Regions from separate parts of the Mus musculus genome. Here region 1 is linked to region 2. The links are chromatin contacts, called in public Hi-C maps. All regions are on one chromosome and are shown on one strand. The core of a region is the stretch at or near the end of the contact, and the rest is flanking DNA. Distances in the headings are between cores, read along the strand shown. Region 1 holds the start of 2810002D19Rik (RIKEN cDNA 2810002D19 gene). Region 2 holds the start of Nup160 (nucleoporin 160).

What was found. A called contact is a pair of places that touch in the nucleus more often than the background predicts.
Region 1: a contact with region 2 is called in a Hi-C map of CD8 T cells, with 4 times the contacts expected there. The contact joins the promoter of 2810002D19Rik here to the promoter of Nup160 in region 2. A contact is called at or near these places in 2 of 484 Hi-C or Micro-C datasets (CD8 T cells and uterus).

What each region holds. Positions count from the first base shown.
Region 1 is chr2:94,404,835-94,408,797 of GRCm38.p6, reverse strand. 2810002D19Rik (RIKEN cDNA 2810002D19 gene) reads right to left here and starts at 2,091. Exons shown (of 2, transcript NR_027831.1): 1 at 1,832-2,091. It overlaps Ttc17 (tetratricopeptide repeat domain 17), which reads left to right and starts at 2,109. Exons shown (of 25, transcript NM_183106.2): 1 at 2,109-2,291. The coding sequence starts at 2,133.
Region 2 is chr2:90,675,355-90,679,545 of GRCm38.p6, reverse strand. Nup160 (nucleoporin 160) reads right to left here and starts at 2,331. Exons shown (of 37, transcript NM_021512.2): 1 at 2,076-2,331; 2 at 38-532. The coding sequence starts at 137.

The sequences.
Region 1 (3,963 bases), core at 842-3,341, 3.7 Mb before region 2:
CTTACTGTCTATATTTAAACTCAATACGACACATAAGAGTCCCTTACAACTTGACACCAGCATCACCTTTACCAACCACACTTTCCTTTGTGCCAAGCCTTTTTCACCTGGTTGTAGCTCTCTCTACACATTATTATTACATTCTCATCTGTATTTTAATTAACTTGTCAACATCATAGCTTACTTCTTAATGGTCATATTTCTGTGCCCATGTAAGAGTCCAAGGAACTTAGCTTACTGGGGATCCCCTGAGCAAACCATGTGGAGCCAGGATCAATGCAAAAAGCAAGAGGAATTTATTGTTCCAGTGCACTGGGGTCGTCCCAGACCCGAAGGAGAGGCGGAGCAGCACCCGTTCAGTGAGTTTTTATAAGGTTTCCAGGAGGCAGAATAGAGCATCAGCAACTAGGCACAATATGATTGGCGAAACAGTGCACCCTTTAAACTGGTTGGTCTTTAGGGAATGAGGTAACAAGGACTTCCCTTGTCTGAAGGTGGGCAACAGTCCATCCTGTCGGTTCCACCCTGTGGTCTGAGAAATGTTAATTAACCTCTCCCTTCTGGAGGGGCAAGTGTTTCATAACCTTCCCAAAGGTCCTGAGCTGACCTTTACACCCAGTCTCTACAGGCAAATATATACATATGTGTGTGTATGTGTGTGTACACATACGTACGTGGGTGTATATGTTTGTGTATGAGAACTGTATGCCACATGTATAAAGGAGGATCCCCTAGAGCTGGAGTTCTACAGGTGGTTGTGGCCTAACACTGCTTCCAGGGAAGAGCAGGAAGTGCTCTTCAGCCCTGAGCCATCTTTGTAGCCCCAAGCCATCTCTCCAGCCCCAAGATATACCTTTTTAATAAAACGAATGTTCATTACACGGGTACTTTTAAGAAAAGCTGCCTAGTGAGCTGGGCCTGATGGTTCATGCCTGTATCCAGCATCAGGTGGTTGACACAGGTGGACTTAAAGGCCTGCCTGGGCTAAATAAATTCCAGGCAATTCAGGCTGCAAATGGGACTTCATTTCAAAAACAAAACAAACAAAATCAACAAAACCAAACTGCTCTCAGAAGAATTACAATGCCATAGCACAGTCTCTGTTCCCATAACATGAGGCAGACATTTGTTTCCTGCAACACATCTATGTAGGTGGCAGGGCACAATTTTTTTTTTTCTCAACAGAAAAAAAAAAAAGCATAACAGCTTTGTTACAAGATGATACGCCCACCATACTAGTAGGCCGACCTGAAATACCTATAATAACATACATTGGCAGAGCCTGGAACCTAAGCTGGTTAACAGCTACTGTACCTGTTGGTAGTGCGCCTCTTAAGTTTCAATATGCAAATCAATCACCTGAGACTTCTTTAAAACATACTCATAATGGCTGAGTCTACCCTCGGGGAAGGGAAGCCGCAGTGCTTACATATTTAATACAGTCCCCTCCCCGGAGATGCCACTATCTGGGTTCTACACCTAGGTCTTTAACTTAGACTAGAGCTGCCCACCAAAGTCCACAAGACACGTGGTGCTGCTGCTGTAAGACCCAAAAATCTGGCCACACTGGATGTAAGTGGTCTGTAAGGACACATCGCTTTCTAAATTTCGGAAGAAAAAGTATGCCGATCACATATACATAACTTGTAATGAGCTGATATTTTGTATTTGATAACGAGCTATTTTTTTAATTCGATGTGTGACATGCATTACACAGTACGACTGCGCCGCTTAACACTCCATTACGAGACTTATTAAAAAAAAAAAAAAAAGCCTCTCTCAGATAGTTGAAAAGTATAACTTTTATTGCCCTACCAGAAACAATACTTACTTTTTAAAAAGACCTTCACCGTCTTCTCACTTCTGCTCAAGCTCCACCTAGTTTTATTATCTCCCCTCCGATTCCCACGCTTGGGGATCTTATAGCCTCCAGAAAAACGATAACTAGAAAGCCGTTTCCAGCCCTGAGGTGTGGCAGGACCGGCTTCCCCGACCGAGAGTAAAGGGACCGGTATCGTCTCCGAGGCACTCCGCGGGCTCCTCCTCCAGTTCCAGAGGCGACCTCCCCAAGATGGCGGACCGCAAGGAGTCGCTTCCGCTTCCGGTGTGAGCAGCCCGGCCGGGGGGGCAAGATGGCGGCGGCAATAGGGGTCCGCGGCCGGTTCGAGCTGCTACCTCGCTCCGGCCCGGGTTGGCTTCTCAGCCTTTCCGCTTTGCTGAGCGTGGTGGCTCGAGGGGCCTTGGCCACTACGCACTGGGTCGTCACGGAGGACGGGAAGATCCAACAGCAGGTAGCGGCCAGGGTGCCCCCTCTCTGCCCGCGCCCGATCAGGGGGAATCCCGGAGCCGGGCCCCTGGGTGGCTCCGCGCGGCCCCGCCCCCAGCTTGGCTTCCCACGGTCCCGGCCCACGGGCCGAGGCTTCCTGCGCTCCGACCTGGCGCCGCCCCCTCCCCTCTGGTCCCCTCGCCCCGGCTCCGCCGTGGGGAACTTCTCAGCCTTCCACCTTGGGGCCGCGCGCCGTCCCGGAACCGACCCCGGGGAGCTGAGACTTGAGCTCCCGGGTTAGGAGTCACGGATTCATCATTAGTTCTGCCTTTGGAGCCGCTGGACCAGGACCCGCGCGCCACCACCTCTCCCCGAGGAAGTAGAAAGCAGGTGGCAGTGCCGGGGAGTGTGCGCGTCCCAGGCCGGTGACAGCCAGGGTGGCATTAGTGAATGGATGGATCTTTTAATGCGCCTCCTCCAGCCTTGTCTCCCACTGATGGGATTTGTTTCGCGATGTGGTGGTTTGAGGCTGTGCCGTTAGCCAGGTCATTAGGGGCTCTTTAAAGACAACCCATTCTTGCTCCTTCTGAAGGAATGCCAGAAGATGCATGCCTCTGGTGGCGGTGCCCGCATCATTCAGTTCTTAAGTGCCCTCATTTCCCGGTGTATTTTACATTGCTTCCTAGTTCCTTTGACCCAGCCCGGCACTCAGCATTTGCAGTTTACTAGATTACCTATGCTTGAACTGATTTCTCAGAGGAGTGACCGCTTTTCTTATATAACTTTCTGATGCCTGCATCTGCATTTGCTTTCATACTGCTGATGCTTTAAGGACTGCGTGTGTGTGTGTGTGTGTGTGTGCGTGTGTGTGTGTGTGTGTGTGTGTGTGTGTGTGTGCGCGCGTGCTCGCGCGCGTGCTTCACCACAGAATCTTGTAAACTTAATGACTTCCAGCGCTTGACAACAATCAGGAAATGTCCAGGAGCCATTTAAAAAGTGAAGTGTGTACCCCTTGCAATTTAAGCATACTGACTCATGTTTTAACCAAAGGCGAGAGAGAGAAACTGATCCTTTTGATTAACTGTAGAAACACATCGCATGGTTTATATTTAAGATGAGACATTTCACAATGCAGCAAACCTAAACAAAATTTTTAAAATGCCCACACTTTGTGTTTCCAGTGTACTCTTTCCTCGAGTGTATTTATATCAAACTCCCGATTTAAAGGATTTCTTTTTCATGGATATTAAGTTCAAGATCCAAGTTAATTTTCATTAGCCTCCAACTGAGAGTTTAAAAATGTCAGAACCCCTAGAAAAATACAGTAAGGCTGCCTTTCCAACGTAAGATTGGAAATCCTGCACCATCCCTGTTTTCATCTTTTGATTGCTGTTGGTGGTTTGCTGAGGTCCGCGTGAAGGGAGGCATTGAATTCAGTCACTTATGCTGCAATTTGGGGAGCCCTTCTCCCATTGGCTCCTTCGCTATATTGTTTCTGGCCACAGCTATTTATACTCGATGACATTGACTTCTCCTTCCCATTTTGGTGGCCTGCCACTCAGCCGGAAAAGAAATCCATCTGAAAAGTGAAGGTTAATTAACGGAAATGGATCATTTATATGTTGAATATTACAGTGGGAAGGTAAGATCGGATTTGTTTTTGTTCTTTAAAAAAAAAAAATGCCTTCTTTTACATA
Region 2 (4,191 bases), core at 1,082-3,581:
AAGCAGTGGCTCCCATTCTCCCAAGCCCTTTCCGTACCAATGTCGCAGACTGTGAATTCCCGAAAGTGCCTGGGCCTTTCGCGTTCAGCTCCGCTCAGTTCCACGAAGCTCCGTTCCAGGGATCCCGCCGCCGCCATCTTCCCGCCGTCGCCGTGAGGCCTGACGGGACAAGGGCGGGTCACGTCGGCTCGTCACTTCCGGGGGTGTGGCGCGAGGCGGGGATATGTGTGTGCGCGATTTTGGCTGCCTGAGGACCGCGGGTCGGAGGCTCATCTGCGGCTTTTCACCGCGAGAATGAGGCTGAGGCGGGAAGAAGATGCCTTGACTCGCGGTCACTTCGGAGCGGCCGGAGACGGGCGGCGGCTGCGGCGGCGGCGCCCTTTTCCCGACGGCCTCGAGCAGGGGCGGGGCTGTGCGTGTTTTCATTTTGAAAAGCGGGCGCGGGCGGGGAAGAGGCCTGACGGGCACACTCCCAGCTTGCGGGAACCTTCCCCTCCGTTAGAGCGTTGGCGTGTAAGTTGTTATCCAGCCTCTTCATCGTTCAGCGAAACAAGGAGGAAAAGTAAAAGGAAGGAGGGATTCTTTGTGTTGGCATTTTTGCGAAACTTTTTCTTTACACACCCGCATACACATGTATGTGTTGAGATGTCAGCTCAGGTTGGCCTCGAACTCTGATCCTCCCGCCCCAGCCTCCGGAGTACTAGGATTACAGACACTTGCCACTCTGAGCGACACGGGTCGGATGCGTTGAATTAAATATTAATGCCCCAACCTTCTTGAAGTTATCGAAAATACAGTACAGTTTGCAAACGTGCAAGGAATTGTTTGTGAATTTCTTTCTGGGATCGGTCAGTATTCTCTGGAGGTTGAAGATTGATCATTCAGAGCCAGTTTGGGGCTACATAGTGAGACTTTGTAAATGAATGAGTAAATAAATTAAACTACAACTTCAGGCTTACAGCTGAACATGTTCGTTGGCAACTCCATCAGAATCACAACATTGCGAAGTTCCATAATTCTGCCCCAGCAATTGCATTTCCCTTGACCATTTATTGCCTTAATGACTATTTCGTGATTGTCACTGCCCACACCTCTCTTCAGATGCACCAGAAGAGGGCGCTAGATTTCATTACGGATGGTTGTGAGCCACCATGTGGTTGCTGGGATTTGAACTCAGGACCTTGGGAAGAGCAGTCGGTGCTCTTAACCGCTGAGCCATGTCTCCAGCCCTCACCCCCACTCATTCTTAGCTTACTCTGAAGTCGGCCGAGTGGGCATAGTGGCACACTGACAGCAGCTTTTGGAAGCAAGTAGATCAGGAGTTCAAGATTATCCTCCAATTTATGTCAAGATCAAGGCCAGCCTGAGGCTGCCTAAAACCCTGGCTCAAATCAAACAAAAAGCAGCTTTTAATCCCAGCACTCAGGAGGCAGAGGTAGGTGGGTTTCTGTGAGTTAAAGGCCAGCCTGCATTACAGAGTGAGTTCCAGGACAACCAGGGCAACAGAAACTGTCTTGACGTCCCCATTCCTCACAAAAGAAGACAACTTGCCCTGCAACCATATTTTCCTACCAGCAATTATAGCCTTATGCTTCTGTTTCTGTACATTGAACTGTGTCTGAACTTATAGAGAGACACCCTCCCTACCTTGACCTTCGGTCTATTCCTCATTTTAGCATCTTTAATTTTTCCATTTTTACTAAATTACTCCTCTAAATCTCACTAAGATAAAGTCTCCCCTAGAGCCCTGCTAACCCCTGTCCTTCTGTACTTGGCAAAAAGGGAGTTATGTCTGCACTCAGTGGATGCATCTCAGTGGATCAAGATGAAGCCTAAGGTCCTGGTCCCTTGCTTCCATCTAGGTCCATCCTGGTCAATTTCAGTTCAGTTTTCTCTGCCTAATCCTGCTTTCTTCACTCCCCTAGCAATGCTGTTCTGTGAGCACACTGTGTGCTCCTTCCTGTGTGTAAATCTCTGCTTCAGAGACTTTTTTTTTGAGAGGGAAGCTCACACACACACACACACACACACACACACACACACACAATTTAAAAAATATTTTTTTAAAAGATTACCTGTTGTGCGGCTTGGTGGCACACATCTTGAACCCCAGCACACAGGAGGCAAATGCAGGTAGATCTCTGAATTTAAGGCCAGCCTGGTCTAGGTGAATGAGATATGTTTTGGGGAACTTGTTGTTAGTGTCATTTCCCCCACATATTCAAAATCTCTATCAAGGCAGAAAGAATGCAAGATGAACGGGAAGGTGTGCTGTAACGACACTGCCTCCTGGACACAGCATGGTGGCTGCTCTCGTGAGATCATAACTGTGGTTACCTACACAAAAGACAGGGCCTGTCAACATTCCGTGGTGGGGGTTGGACTTTGAGGCCCCATCGCTCCCCGAGGAGCCGTAGGTAAAGTCAGTGGCTGCTGTGAGGGAGGAGTAATTTTCTCCAGTGGTGTATTTGCTGGTTAGTTGCCGGTGCTCCTATAAATAAGACTCCCTCCCATGCTCATTCAAGCAACTCTAATTAAACCCAGTGGGTCACAGATAGAAAAGACATGAAAGTGGAAGAGGAACTAGTTGGGAAGAAGGGCAAAGGAGGGTGATGGGGGGTCCATGATGAAGCTGGGAATAGTGGCCCACACCTGTCATCCTGGGTGCTTGGAGGGTGGAGGCATTCTAGGCTAGTCTCAGCAACATAGTAAGTGTGAGGCCTGCCTAGGTTACATCAAACCCTGTCTCACAGACGTAGGCAGAAGATTTTATTAGAGTGTGTGTTTGCTTTTTTATTAATGTTATTATTCATTTTACAAATGATGGACATCATATGACATTTTCATACATGTACTTTAGCCTACTTTGTTCACATTCACCTGTTAGCAAATCTTGTCCTCCCTTTCCCTCTTACTGTTCCCCTTCCTCTTCCCAAATAATAGTCCTCCCCTCCCCTTTTATGTCATGTATACATATATTTAAATCTAGATTTTGCATTTTTGTGCCTTCCTTTATTAATAATAATGATGATCCCCAACGTAACCATTTTCATTCAAACGATATGATTTTCTTCTTGTTTATGGCTGAATAGAACTTGAGATGTGATGTTTTCCAAGCTTCAAGCTGTCTTTGACCTTTGGTTCATGTTACAGTAAATTCAAGGTGAATTGCAGTAAGTTAACAGTAACACTTTACATTGCCCGAACTTAGTGACTTTTTTTGGGTGGTAATTCGATGGAAATTATTGAATTATTCAGTGGAATAATTTCTTTCAGTGGAAATTAGTGTTATTTTTCAGTGAGCACTTTCAATGTAATTACTTTATTTCGGGGGTTCCAGGAATGTGGTTTCCTGTCATTTGGCCAGTGACTTTCAAAAGTGATAATAGCAATGACTTGAGATCTAGCCACAGTGCAAAGGGCTTATTATTTTTTTCTATTTCTCTAGATTTTTAAATATTGGTTTTTATCTTCATGCTGTTCTATTAATCATAGTAAGTAGCTTTCCAGTTCCTGGAAGCATATTGGTTTGTCCCACACTTATTTTTTCAGTCTTGATTGCATGTTGGGCACTGGGTTATAATGATCCCCCAAAATAGGCTAAGCAGCCAGATACCTTGTCTTTCTTGTGTTTCGAGACAGGGTTTCTCTGTGTAGCCCTGGCTGTTCTGTAACTCCCTCAGTAGACCAGGCTGGCCTCGAACTCAGAAATCCACCTGCCTGCTGCCTCCCGAGTGCTGGATTAAAGGTGTTTCTCCACCACCCAACTAAAATATCTTTAAACACTACAAAAATTTCAAGTTTTCTGCTTTTGAGTTTCTCTCAGTTTAGTGGGGGTTGCAAAGGGGAAGTAGAGATAATGGTAAGGTATGGTAATTATTATACAAGATAGTTACAGTAAAGATATGGCTGAAATATCACAGGACAACCAGGCAAGCAGTGTCTGAGATGCCTGTGTCATGGTCTAAAGATGTTTCCTTTCTTCCTGAATAGTTTGCATTAATGTTAACTGTCTTTCCTTACAGCTCAGTGCTGAAAGACCTGAATACATTCTTTGTTTTCTTGTTTCTTTATTTGCCAAGGTCTCAGTATGCAGCCCGAGCTTCCCTGAAACTCACTCTGTAGAGCAGTCTGGCCTCGAACTCAGAGCTTTACCTGTCTGTGCTTCCCAAGGATCAGGATTAAAGGCGT